Regions from separate parts of the Xenopus laevis genome. Here region 2 is linked to region 1. A link is a contact called in public Hi-C data. All regions are on one chromosome and are shown on one strand. Each heading gives the region's core, a stretch centred on a gene start, on an enhancer-like site or on the middle of the called end of the contact. The rest is flanking DNA. Distances are from core to core; before and after follow the strand shown. Region 1 has its middle 35 kb from the start of nr4a1.S. Region 2 holds the start of prpf40b.S (pre-mRNA-processing factor 40 homolog B).

Region 1 (6,464 bases), core at 2,321-4,820:
TTAATATGAACTTTGCAACAGAAGTCTGAAAGCACTGTGGAATATTATAGCTATAGGTGTAGATATGCCTTTACGATGGGAACTCGTGAATTGGATTTGTTTGTGTTTATTTGTGCGGATAAAGTTTGGACAGTTTTGAATCTAGCTGGGCTTTAAGTAGAGAGCATTATGGGAAGAAGAAATCGCTCTTGGAAGAAGCCTATTGGCGAAACGCGTCGAGCGGAGACAGATCGTTTGGAGCTGCAGCGCAAGATTGAGATGCGCAGAGCAAAGTAAAGGACGCTGCGGTTTCATTTGAAAAGCGGACTACACAGATTTTACATGTGATTTTAAAAGAGGCGTTTGTGAGTGTATTTTATATTTTTATTAAACAGCTTTTTTAAACGATACTGCACATGCTGCTCTATTTTCTGCCTAGCTAGAAGGTTGCCAGATGAATGTTGGAAGGACACGGCCTGTTCTCTCAAAAGCGCAGATTCACTCACGTCTGTGAGTATAATATACCACCAGAACAGCACTGGGTGAAGAGTTCATTTAAAAGGAGCTAATTAAGCAATTAAATCAAACTCTCTATACTTGTTACCATTTGGTGTCCTTGAAAATAATTTGTTAACAGATTTTCTCCACTTTCCCTCACTTATATTAACTATAAGAGGTGTCTGTGAGACAAGGGTATTTTTTTTTTTTTTTATATATTATTATCGTTAAACTTTTGTTTATTTCTTTTTCACTGTTAAAAATTTTTTAATTCACTTATATTATCTTTTCACACTAATGTACAAATTAGCAGTGGTGTATATGTATATATAAAACAGATACACAGTCGCACAATTTAAGTGTTTTAATTTTGTCACACAGTGTTTGCACTATTATACACGTTTAATCACGCACAGTTAAAGGTGCATTTATATAAAATAGCAGAAAATACTGCACCATATTACGCATATCTGTTTTTGTTCCCCTTTTCCTTTGCTTTGTCAGGAAATACAGCGATTCTTCTTTACTTATATTTGAATTACATACGGGCCCAGGAGAGCCCTTGATAAGGATTCGCTGTAAGTTGGAACTTCACTGCCCAAAAGACTCAAAAACTTCTGCTGTGGTCTTTATTTTAATTGTATTTAATTATATTTATTTTAACGGAAATATTAATATTATATTTCCCTCTTTGCTTGTCTGCGGAGACATTACTGTGCTTCGTTAACTGTTAGCCTTGCAATCGCTTTATTTATGCATTACCTTCCTGTAGTGTTATTATACCCATAATATTTATAATTAAAAGAATGTGTTGGAGTCTTCTTATTCCCAAGGAGGCAAGGGGCAAGGGAAGGGAGCAGCACCTTCTGTAAAAGTCAGTTCAGTGCAAGTATGTTACATTTAAAGATACCCCCAGTTACATTTCCAACTGGTCTAAATACAGAGATCAACTACTTGGTCCCCATCTATGTTCATAGTTTTATAAATTAAACGAAATCAGTGTTGTAACTAGATGTTATAAGGCCCCAAACATATCTAGAGATTGTCCTGTTTTACCAATAGATGCTGAAATTGCTCATAATATAAGCCTCATAGTGCCCCCCTTAAGCCCATGAAGGGAATGTAAACCCACAATATAATTGAGTGTATTTTGATTCTAGGCACTTCTAAAGTTGACATACATTATTTTTTCTTAGATTTTAAGATATTAGGGATGAACCGAATCCGGGATTCGGTTTGGGATTCGGCCAGGATTCTACCTTTTTCAGCAGGAATCGGATTCGGCCGAATCATTCTGCCTGGCCAAACCAAATCCAAATCCTAATTTGCATATGGGGTGGGGAGGGAAATTGCGTGACTTTTTGTCACAAAACAAGTAAGTAAAAAATGTTTTCTCCTTCCCCCCCCTGGCATATGCCAATTTGGATTTGGTTCGGTATTCTGCCAAATTTTGGCAAAGGATTTGGGGGTTCGGCCGAATCCAAAAAAATGAATTTGGTGCATCCCTACCAGATATTATCAAATTTTACAAGCATAACAGGATAGTTTTGTAATGTTGCTCCACTAAGGAAAGTTTAGAGAAAATTAATTTGTTCTTTTTTATTTGCAGGCTCTCTGCAAAGGCCTATGGTGGTTACAGGCAATAAAGATGTACTGTACTTTTGAAATTATATAAAGTGAGACTAGTGATATCCCCAAAACATGTACAGTATACATGGACACAATTCTGTCCAACTGTGGTACTCGGGGACAGAATTTTTCTGGCCTACTTGGTGGAGGGCCGATAATGGAACCCAGTCTTGAGCATTCCCCCTTTTAACTACATTCATGTTATCACAAAAAATGTTAAGGCCATACCCACATTAAAGGTAGTGGCACACAAAAAAAACCGAAATGATTGGTGCTCACTGCAGGGATATCACTCTTTACTTATTTGTGAAAAATGTTTATTAAGACATAACCTTAAATCTATATGCCTCTTCCTCCCCTGTGGATAGCACAGCAACCCTCCGGCACATGATTAAGGCAGAGTAGGGCAAGTAGAGTATGGCACACACAGGTAGGGTAGAGCAGGCACAGGCAGAGCTGGGTAGGAGACTATTTACAGTGATACAATGCCAGGGCTGCTCCTACAGTCTTTGAGTGAACAGATGAATAATGTGGAGTTTTGGGTGTGGTCAGTACAGGGTATTACAGGTGTGAACAATGGAGGTTCCTTACAGGTGTGAACATTTTAAAGGTGTGAACAATACATGGGATTAAAACTGCAAACAATGCAGGGCTGTAGCATCCCCAGGGATAGGTATGCATACGCATTTCTTTGTACCACTGCATGGAAGTAAACAAGCTGCACAAGATTTACAAATGAAGCTAACAAATATCAATGTGCTTCAGGGCTGGGCTAAAACATACTGGCACCCAAGGCAAGTACTTGGAGGGAGTGGGCTTAGGGCACTGGGAATGAATGCACCCCCAGCACCCTAGTCATGTACATACTCTTCCTATCCCTAGTGCCAGCCCTGATATTTTTTTTACATATCACCATTCAAAAAAACTGCATTAAAAGTGCTTTCAGTAGAAATACTGAAGAACTAGTCTTATGTTGTTGATTACATACCTTTCTCAAAGGATTTTTATTTGTATGTACAGATGCATAATAGATTTATTTGTGCCGAAATAAGACAGCTCCCCCGCCCCCCACCCACACACACACACGCTTTCCTTTTTTGTTTACTATTACAGGTATGGGATCTGTTATCCGGAAACCCATTATCTAGAAGCTCAGAATTATGCCCATCTCCCATAGACTCCATTTTAATCAAATAATTAAATTATTTGTTTATTATAGACTTACGGTATGGAGACAAGATTATCCAGAAAACCCCAGGTCCCAAGCATTCTGGATAACAGGTCCCGTAACTGTATATTCTATGCACATGGATAGTCAATGCTTACATGCCAATACATTCTTTGTAAGTGAATAAAGATGTACTCCAGTAAATGTGCTTAGTATCACCTTCTCTTCTTTACTGTCTGTACACTGAGCTACTAGTGATGCTTCAGAGCAGAAGTATATTTTGTTTGGCACACGCAACCATGCAATACAGTAGAACCTCTTCATTGTATTTAGTATATATCACCACCTTGTGGCACAAAGAAACTGGCCCGTCCTAAACTGCAGCAGCTGAGTCACCCTTAGGATAGTTTTAGAAGAAAATATACATATTCTTAAAATCACCCTGAGATTGTGTTTTTTTGTAAACCATTAACAAAAGGGGATGAGGCAGAATGTCACTGGCTTGAACTCAAGGGCATGTTGTAGAAAGAATAAAATAAAAATAAAAAGAGGCATTTATTTACATTTGTTGTTGTAGATTTTAACTTTTTCAACAACTGTAGTAAAAAGGTAGAAAGCTGTGGGGTGCCATTGTATTTCATTAACTCATGCATGTAACTGCTGCTCTGTGAGGTCCAGGAAGGTAACACCCGAAAGACAGCTCTGTTTCCAGTTTCTGAAACTGAGCTGGAATGTGTGTAAATACTGAATGCTTCTGGGTGAATAATAGAAATTGTTTGGCTGGTCAACATTAAAGGAACAGTTCATATAAAAATAAAAACTGGGTAAATAGATAGATAGGCTGTCCAAAATAAAAAATGATTCTAATATACTTAATTAGCCAAAAATTTAATATATAAAGGCTGGAGTGACTGGGTGTGTAACATAATAGCCAGAACACTACTTCCTGCTTTTCAGCTCTAACTCTGAGTTAGTCAGTGACTTCAAGGGGGGCCACATGGGACATAAGTGTTCAGTGAGTTTGTAATTGATCCTCAGCATTCAGCTCAGATCCAAAAGCACCAATTGGTTACTGCCTGGTAACCAATTAGTGGAAACCAAGAGAGCTGCTGTCAAGACCGCCGGGAGCGCGAGGAGTCGCGTCCGCTCCCGGCGGCGAAGAATTCAAGATGGCGGCGCCCAGTCAACCCACGTGGGTTCCGACGCCGGCGCCGTGACGTCAGCGCGGCGCGACGGTCGCAGGCGCGCTGACGCTGGCGCAAGGGCGCCAAATTCAAACATAAAAGGACGCCTGAGACGCCAAGATGGCGCCCGAAAATAGGATTCTGTTCCCTGAGAGTTTCCTGGGTTCCCTTGCTGTTTTCCCTACTTATATCTGCCTGATTCCTTGTTGTGACCCTTTGCCTGGACCTGGACTTCGCTGATTCTCTGCCTGCTATTGACCCCCTGCCTGGACTTTGGACTTTGATTATATTCTGCCTGCCTTGTGACCTGTAGCCTGAACCCGATTACCCTTTCTGCTTATCCCTGGATACCACGATCCTGATCCCTCCTGAGGGGCTTCCTCCTAGATCCGGACTACTCCCCAGAAGGGGCTCCCGGCTCCCTGACATTATTTTCGGGCCATGGATCCTTCTGAGGAAGCCACACCTCATGTCGGACGAGCGCTCCGCGGACTGGCATCCCGCATGGAGGACTACGAAAACCAGCAGGTTCGCATTGGGCAAGCACTCGATGTCCTGCTAGCTCAAGTGCCTTCTGAGCCTTCCACTGCTCCACCTACTGGAGATCCCCCCATGGCGACAGCCCCTACGAACGCAAGCTACCCGACAGGTGAGCCTCGCATTCCACCTCCCCCTCGCTTCAGTGGGGACCCACAAGCCTGCAGGGGGTTTGCCACGCAATGCCAAATTCAATTTGAGTTCCAACCCACACAGTTTCCTAGTGAGCGTTCCAAGGTGGGGTATGTGATGTCTCGATTGGAAGGCAAGCCACTGGAGTGGGCAACGTCTCTTTGGGAGAAGAATTCCCCGCTGACTTTTGATGTTAAAGACTTTCTCCAAGCTTTTCGTTTAATCTTTGATGCTCCAGGTCGGGTTACGAACGCCCCTGCCCGTCTCTTGCAGCTCCGGCAGGGAAGCCGCAGTGTCAATGACTATGCTATAGACTTCCGAACACTGATGGCGGAGACTTCCTGGTGTGATGACGCTTACAAGGCTGTATACTACCAAGGCCTATCCATCCGCATCAAAGATGATCTCGTCTCCAGAGAGACTCCTGACACCTTGGAAGGGCTGATCGCTCTATCCATTAAAGTGGACACTCGTCTCAGAGAGCACCAGGTGGAGAGAGAGCGCAGCAGACGATTTTCTCCCTTGTTGGCCCCTCGCTTTCAAAGGCCGATTCTGCAAACACCCGCTGTTCCTGTGACTCATGTGTCGACGTCCCCCTTGGAGGAACCTATGCAAGTAGGAAAGACTCGCCTCTCCGAGCAGGAAAGACTCCGAAGACGTATGGCAGGTCTCTGTTTATACTGTGGTGGGCATTCCCATTTTGCCAACGCCTGTCCTGCCAAAGCCAAGAGTTTTGTACCCCGAGGTATGTCTCAGGTTTCTCATGTAGGGGGCATCACTCGAGGTCCTCAGGAGAAGTATCAAGAAAGTTCACGCAGACTTCTTCTTCCTTTGCAGATTCACCTGGCAAGTAAGTCTATCTTCGAAAGGGCCTTCCTCGACTCCGGAGCGGATGGCAATTTCATGGATGCCTTTTTTGCCGAATGCATGAAGATTCCCCTGCTTCCATTATCTTCACCCCTGCGAATTACCGCCATAGATGACAAACCCCTGGAGTTTGAATTCGTCACAAAGTTCACGGCGGAACTATCTGTACAAGTTGGGGCGCTGCATCAAGAAAAACTTTCATTCTTCATCATCCCCTGTCCTTCTACTCCAGTAATATTGGGTCTTCCGTGGTTACGTCTGCATAACCCCACCATAGACTGGTCCACTGGGCAGATCTCTCGTTGGAGTTTATTTTGCCTGCAACATTGCCTTCCGTCAAAACCCCTCGAGAAGGTGAATGTCTCCTCTGCGGAATTAAAGACTTTGCCCTCCACTTACAAGGGATTTTCCGATGTGTTTTGTAAAAAGTCGGCAGAGTTCCTTCCCCCACATCGCTCCTACGATTGTCC
Region 2 (6,464 bases), core at 1,271-3,770, 150 kb before region 1:
ATTTATAATGTATTTTTTTTAGTCACTGCACGGCTACCTGGCTCACACATAGCAATATAATCCATAAAATTCAACATCATGCTTAGTTTTACCCTTTTTTAAAATGGCTTCCAGGCCTTGTCTACTTTCTACTTTCTGTAAATTGGCAAAGAAATGTGTTGTCAGTTCCAAACAAAACCTTCTATTCTATTCGTTTCTGAATGCCGCCAAGCACAAGCAAATTCAGATTCATGTTGAATCTAAAAAAAAATCAAATGGAATAATTTGCAACTCTGAATGCTCGTGAGTACATCCACACAGAATATATTGCAATCAATCTGATGTGTTTATGTGTAAGAGCCCTTACAGTTATGGTGGTCCAAATTACAGAAAGACCCCAGATGCCAGGCATTCTGGATAATAGGTTCCATTCCTGCATTGGCATATTTGACCCTAGCTACAGAGTGTAGATGCAGAGACAAAATATAAATAATTAAACAGAATTTTCATTAATGATAGGATCATATGGCAGGAAATGATGTGCCCACATTTAAAGCAACTCTTGGCACATTGAATTTAAAGATTTTCTTTACAACCATTTTTAATAAGCTGGCTGGAATATGCTTTTATATATTACAGATGCTAAACATTTCAGTTGGTCTTCATTAACAATTTGATATGGCTGATCCGCCTTCCGATTAGTCTTCAGGTAAAAATGCTGTCTGACTGTCAGGTCACTAATATGGGCAACCAAAAAAGCACACTGACTGTGAGGCTTCAAGTTTATTGTTTTCATTGCTAATATTTATCTCCAGATGTTCTACTTCTCCTATTGACTTCCCAATTTCTCCTTGGTTGTTAGTGTCATTAACACATAGCATAACCGTTAAAATATAATTAAAAAATATTTAAAGATACAAAAAGAATACAAAAAAAAATGAAGGTCAGTCACAAATTGTCTTATGTGCCTACATACCAAAAATGGCTTGGAAGGAAAACAGGTCCTTTAATGAATGATTTGCTTTATTTTCTCAACTGCTCATTTTGTCTCTAGTGCAGTGATCCCCAACCAGTAGCTCGGGAGCAACATGTTGCTCTCCAACCCCTTGGATGTTGACAATCCACATAGGGACTAACAAATGACCAATCACAGCACTTATTTGGTACCCCAACTCCTTTTACCTCTGAATGTTGCTCACAGGTTCAAAAGGTTGGGGATACCTGCTCTAGTGCATACCTCCAAACAATGAATTTTGTCCTTAACATCCCAATGTAGATTTGGAGCTTAGATATGTTTCCCCACAGTATCTGCTAAATACGATATCGGAAAATGTTTCCCCACAGTATCTGCTAAATACTATATAGAAATCCATTCTTATTTGCAGAGATCACACAATTCCTCTGCTCCATTTAAGCTTTGAATGTATAAAAACGTGTACGAAAACATGTGCATTAGAGACACTTTCCGTATGATTATATCCAGCAGCCGGGCCCCCGCCCCACTCCGTACAGCCCGCATTTCAGTAGCGTGCGGGCTGCCGGGGGACCCTGAGGGGGTGCAGGCCCTAGCACCCCCTACTCCCCCAGTAGTTCTGCCACTGATTATGTCCCATATAGATATGATTATATAATACACAAAAGCCATGAATATCCTGTAAATTATATCCTTATAAACGGTGAGTTCTGATGTCATCAGTTATAAACGGTGAGTTCTGGCGTCATTTCTGTCACATGACTCACTGAAACTTGTGTATTATAATAAAGTACCCCCAGTTGCAAAATATGAGGATATTAGAAGTTACCTCGTTGTTCCATGACCTGGCCTCGTGTTTTTATATGGTCATAAAATTGCTCGGTGACTTATAATATCCTTATAACTTACAAGAGGGGGTACTTAATTCACTATATATCCCACGGCCCCAAAGGCATATTATCTTCCTACCAGATCCTCTTATATGTCCCCAGGCAATATTTGCAGTAGTTGTAAGCAATAGCACACAACTCCCTGAGCTCACACTGCATATCATAACCTTTATATTACACATACAGCACAGTTCAGGTTCCTACCAACCATTTGCAAGCCATATGCAGCTCCTATATAATAATAATAATATATTATTAGTTAAGTAGCTGTCCCCTATTCCTGACCACTGCATGGAACCTCAGCCACCACCTCTACATTATACATATAATAACCCCAGTGCCTCACACACACACCCATTTGCCCTGCAGGCTCTGTCCCTGATGCTCCCCAACCAAACAACCAATTAGAAGACAAGCATCCGGGAATAAAGGAATGAATAGACAGTGATCCCACACACCCCACTCCGGTGTCCATTATACTAACCCCACTTCCCCCCAATTACCCAGAGAGAAATAAACAAAGCTACGCTACCATCTCTGCGCCAGCCGAAACCCCATCACTGGTACCGCCCCTGCAACAAGCTGCGCGCTCATTGGCCACAACGTCAGCAAGAGGCGGGGACGGCAGAAGGGTTAACACTTTCAGTACCGACGCGACAATTCCCCTGTCTGCTGCCCCCTTAGCTGAAGCTGAGTGTTCTTGCAAAACAGGGGCCTAGTTAAATGTCAGTCTGGACATGAGGGTTTGGATCCCACTACCTGTGTGTTATCCAGCAGGCGTTAAACGGGTGGTTCACCTTGAAGTTAACTTAAAGTATGTTAAAGAATGTCCAATTCTAAACAACCTTTCAATTGGTCTCCATTTTTTTTTAATATTATCATAATTATTTCTTCGTCTTTTGATTCTTTTCAGTGGGGGTCACTCACCCCATCTAAAAAAAAAATGCTCTGTAAGGTTTCAGATTTATAGTTATTGCTACTTTTTATGACTCCTTTTTGGGCCCTCTCCTGTTCCTATTCCAGTCTCTTATTCAAATCAATGCATGGTTGCTAGGGAAATTTGGCCCCTAGCAACCAGATTGCTGATATTGCAAACTGGAGAGCTGCTGAATAATAAGGCAAATAACTGTAAAAAGACAAATAATAAAAAATGAAAACCGATTGCAAATTATGTCAAATGTCACTCTCTACATCATACTAACAGTTTACTCAAAGGAGATCATCATGGGTGGTTCACCTTATGTAAGTCATAGAATGGTCTTTTCTTAGCAATTTTTCAGTTGGGCATTTGTTTCTTTAAAACTTGCTGTTCTTTTCTGTTTCTTTTCAGATTTAAAACGGGGGTCACTGACAGTGGGGTAACAACACTGCACTGCCCCCCCCCCCAAAGACTTCAGAGGGGCCCAGTACACTGCAGCTCCACCTTCCTGCCCACTTGCTCAATCACATCCCTATCTCCTGGCCACTTGTGCTGAAGTAGGTAAGACAGCAGGGGATTTTCATAACTATAGGAAGCAGACCCCATAGTCTTGGCCCCCTCTTCCCGGAGACCCTTGTAACTGTGGGATCTGCTTCATCTGTTGTTAAAGGGGTGGTTCACCTTTATGTAAACTTTTAATATGTAATAGAAAGGCAAATTCTAAGCAACTTTTCCATTGGGTTTCAGTATTTATTTTTTATAGTTTTATAATTATTTGCTTTTTTCTTCTGACACTTTCAAGCTTTCAAATGGGCGTCACTGACCCCATCTGAAAGCAAATGTTCTGTAAGGCTGCCAATTTATTGTTATTGCTAATTTATATTTCTCATCTTTTTAGTAAGGTCCTCTCCTATTCATATTCCTGTCTCTTATTCAAATCAATGCATGGTTGCTAGGGTAAATTGGACCCTAGCTTCCAGATTGTTTATAATGCAAATTGAAGAGCTGCAAAATAAAAAGCTAAATAACTCAAAAAAAACTCCAGTGTCTTAAAGGAGAAGGAAAGGCTTTGTGGACTTGGGGGTGCCATATATTAGGCACCCCCAAGTGATTGTATTGACTTACCTGAAACCCCGGACCGGTGATCCTATCAGCAGAAAACTGCACTGGCCTGGGGTTATACCAGTGAGCACCATGGAGCGATCCTCTTCCGGCTTCTTCTTTCTTCGAGCGGCTTTGCATGGGCGTTAGAGTAAGAAGCCGTACTTTAAGTTGGCTTTTTCATTCTACTGTACATGCGTCTGCCCTGGGAAATTTCAAGAAAGAAGAAGCTGGAAGAGGATCACTCTGTGGTGCTCGCTGGTATAACCCCAGGCCGGTGCAGTTTTCTGCTGATTGGAGCACCGGCCTGGGGTTTCATGTAAGTCAATACAATCACTTGGGGGTGCCTAACATTTGCACCCCCAAGTGCATAAAGCCTTTCCTTCTCCTATAAGTAGCCAATTTCCCTGCCTATACTAAAGAGCAAGAGAAATAATAATACAAACAAATATTGCCGGGAGTCTGCACTACTGTGTCATGAAATGCTTGTGGCCCCGTCACTTACTGTTGTTACATCTATGTCATAAATAGCTGGAGGCTGGTGCCAAATATTGTTTGGTCTCCTGTGTTTTACATTGCTGTGAATTGAACTGTGTTGATCGATGTATTGAATGAATTTCGGTTATTGATTTATCAGAGGTGAGGGAACACTACTCTAAGTGATATTATTTTTGCTTTATTCACTTGATTTACTGATAGGGGCATCCAAACGTGTTTTTATTTGTTAGTATGTTCTGTGAGTTGAGGGAGTATTAACTTATATCAGAATTGCCTATTATTTATACATTTGCACTAGTAGTATAACTATAAAGGGACTCTATGGGTGCAGAGGAGGAGTGTGGAAAGAAATGAGGTCCAGGCCCATGAAGATAATGTATCACTTGTGTGTCTGAAGAATTAAGTCCCACATCCTGATCTCTAAATCTGGGTTAATACTCACAAATCCCTGTTCACTGTGTCAAAGGTCTCTCAGGGATAATTTACACATAGACCTTTAGTGAATTGTATTCTTGGCAAATATTACTGGCTTATTATGGGGTGTTCAGCATAAAGCCCAGTGCACTGTCTTGTGCTTAGTGCTTCTTAGGTTTCGTTCGGAATTCCACCTGTCCAGTACTGTACAAAATGCCCTTTGCACCAAGTGTCAGTTGCACCTAAGGGACAATAGTCAGTTCCTGATGAGCCTTAAAGGGGTAACTCATTTTTGAACTTAACTTTCAGTATGCTGTAGACAGTAAAATTCTGAGATAATTTGCAGTAGATCTTAAATTTTTATTTTGCTGTTTTCTTTTTTATTAATTTGCTTTTTGCTTATCAGCTTTCCAGTTTTTCAGCAGCTATCTGGTTGCTAGCACCCAATTTACAGATATTTGGTAATTTGGATAACAGTGAAGGCTTATGTACATAATTTGAAAAAACTGATACTGGACAAAATTAAAAAAATATAAGACTGACACACCCCTATTACATCATGTCCAGTATTATATTAGTACATTATCCCTTTGATGTCAGCTCACTAACTGTCTGTCACCACTGTTGCAGGGAGCTGCAGAATGCAGGAACTTGTGCTTTAACACAGATAATAATCTGCCTGGTGCTGCCTCGTTCTAACAGAAGGCTAAATAAATGCTAATCCGTCTGATACACGTTTTTCATCAATGCTGAAAAACATTAATAACCAAAATAAAGCAACCCTGCAGTGTCCTTTTATTCCAGCAGGTGTCAGAAATGCACATTATAACAGTTTTATTAGCACTAAACCAGATACTATTATGGCTATGTGAGTTATCCTTTATTTATGCTGTTAAATTTGCTGTTAACTCTGCATACCTTGGCCATGGTGCTTGTTGTTTCAAATAAAAATATTTGCAAGAATATTTTTTTCTACTAATGTGTACATCTTGTGCAGAGAGGGTTGGAAGAGATAGTGATTCCCATTTCCCAACAGGGTGGTGCAGAGATAGAGCTGCTTCTTACATACAGTACATTTGAGAAATGTCCGTTATTAGGAAAGACTAGTAATTCCAGTGTAACATTACTGTTTCAGCCTAAATTGTGCATTTTGACCATGGTTCATTATGGCTGAACTCTGACCATAATACTATACAGTATACAATACAAATATAATACAACACCACCTTTCATTCCACCACACAGGCACGCTGCCTAGGAGTTATCTTAGACTCACATCTGTCTTTTTCACCACACATTCAAACACTTGCAAAATCTTGCCGTATTCAACTGCGCAACATTGCCGAATACGACCATATCTCAGTTCAGAATCAACTAAAACACTGATTCAGTCTCTCATCATCTCCTGCCTTGATTACTGCAACTTACTCCTCACAGGTATTCCAACAAGTCACCTTTCACAACTCCAATCTGTTCTAAATGCGGCCGCTAGACTCATTCATCTAGCTCGCCGCTCAACATCAGCTGCTCCCATATGCATGTCCCTTCACTGGCTCCCAATCTCTTCTAGAATCAAATTCAAATTACTTACACTCACATTCAAGGCCCTTAATAATGAAACCCCTCCCTATATTTCATCTCTGATCTCCAAATACACTCCTTCACGAAACCTACGCTCTGCTTCTGATCT

Evidence for each region. A called contact is a pair of places that touch in the nucleus more often than the background predicts.
Region 2: a contact with region 1 is called in a Hi-C map of animal cap, with 6 times the contacts expected there. The contact joins the promoter of prpf40b.S here to the enhancer-like site in region 1. A contact is called at or near these places in 3 of 4 Hi-C or Micro-C datasets (the XL177 cell line, the XTC cell line and animal cap).

The regions. Positions count from the first base shown.
Region 1 is chr2S:126,808,192-126,814,655 of Xenopus_laevis_v10.1, reverse strand. No RefSeq gene overlaps it. Among protein-coding and RNA genes, the nearest start is that of nr4a1.S, 35 kb to the left of the region's middle. Within about 2 kb of position 3,570, at least 2 of the 7 cell types and tissues checked have an H3K27ac peak or open chromatin away from gene starts, as enhancers often do. A contact at or near this core is called in animal cap, where this site is marked.
Region 2 is chr2S:126,952,960-126,959,423 of Xenopus_laevis_v10.1, reverse strand. prpf40b.S (pre-mRNA-processing factor 40 homolog B) reads right to left here and starts at 2,520. Exons shown (of 27, transcript XM_018249973.2): 1 at 2,375-2,520. The coding sequence starts at 2,377.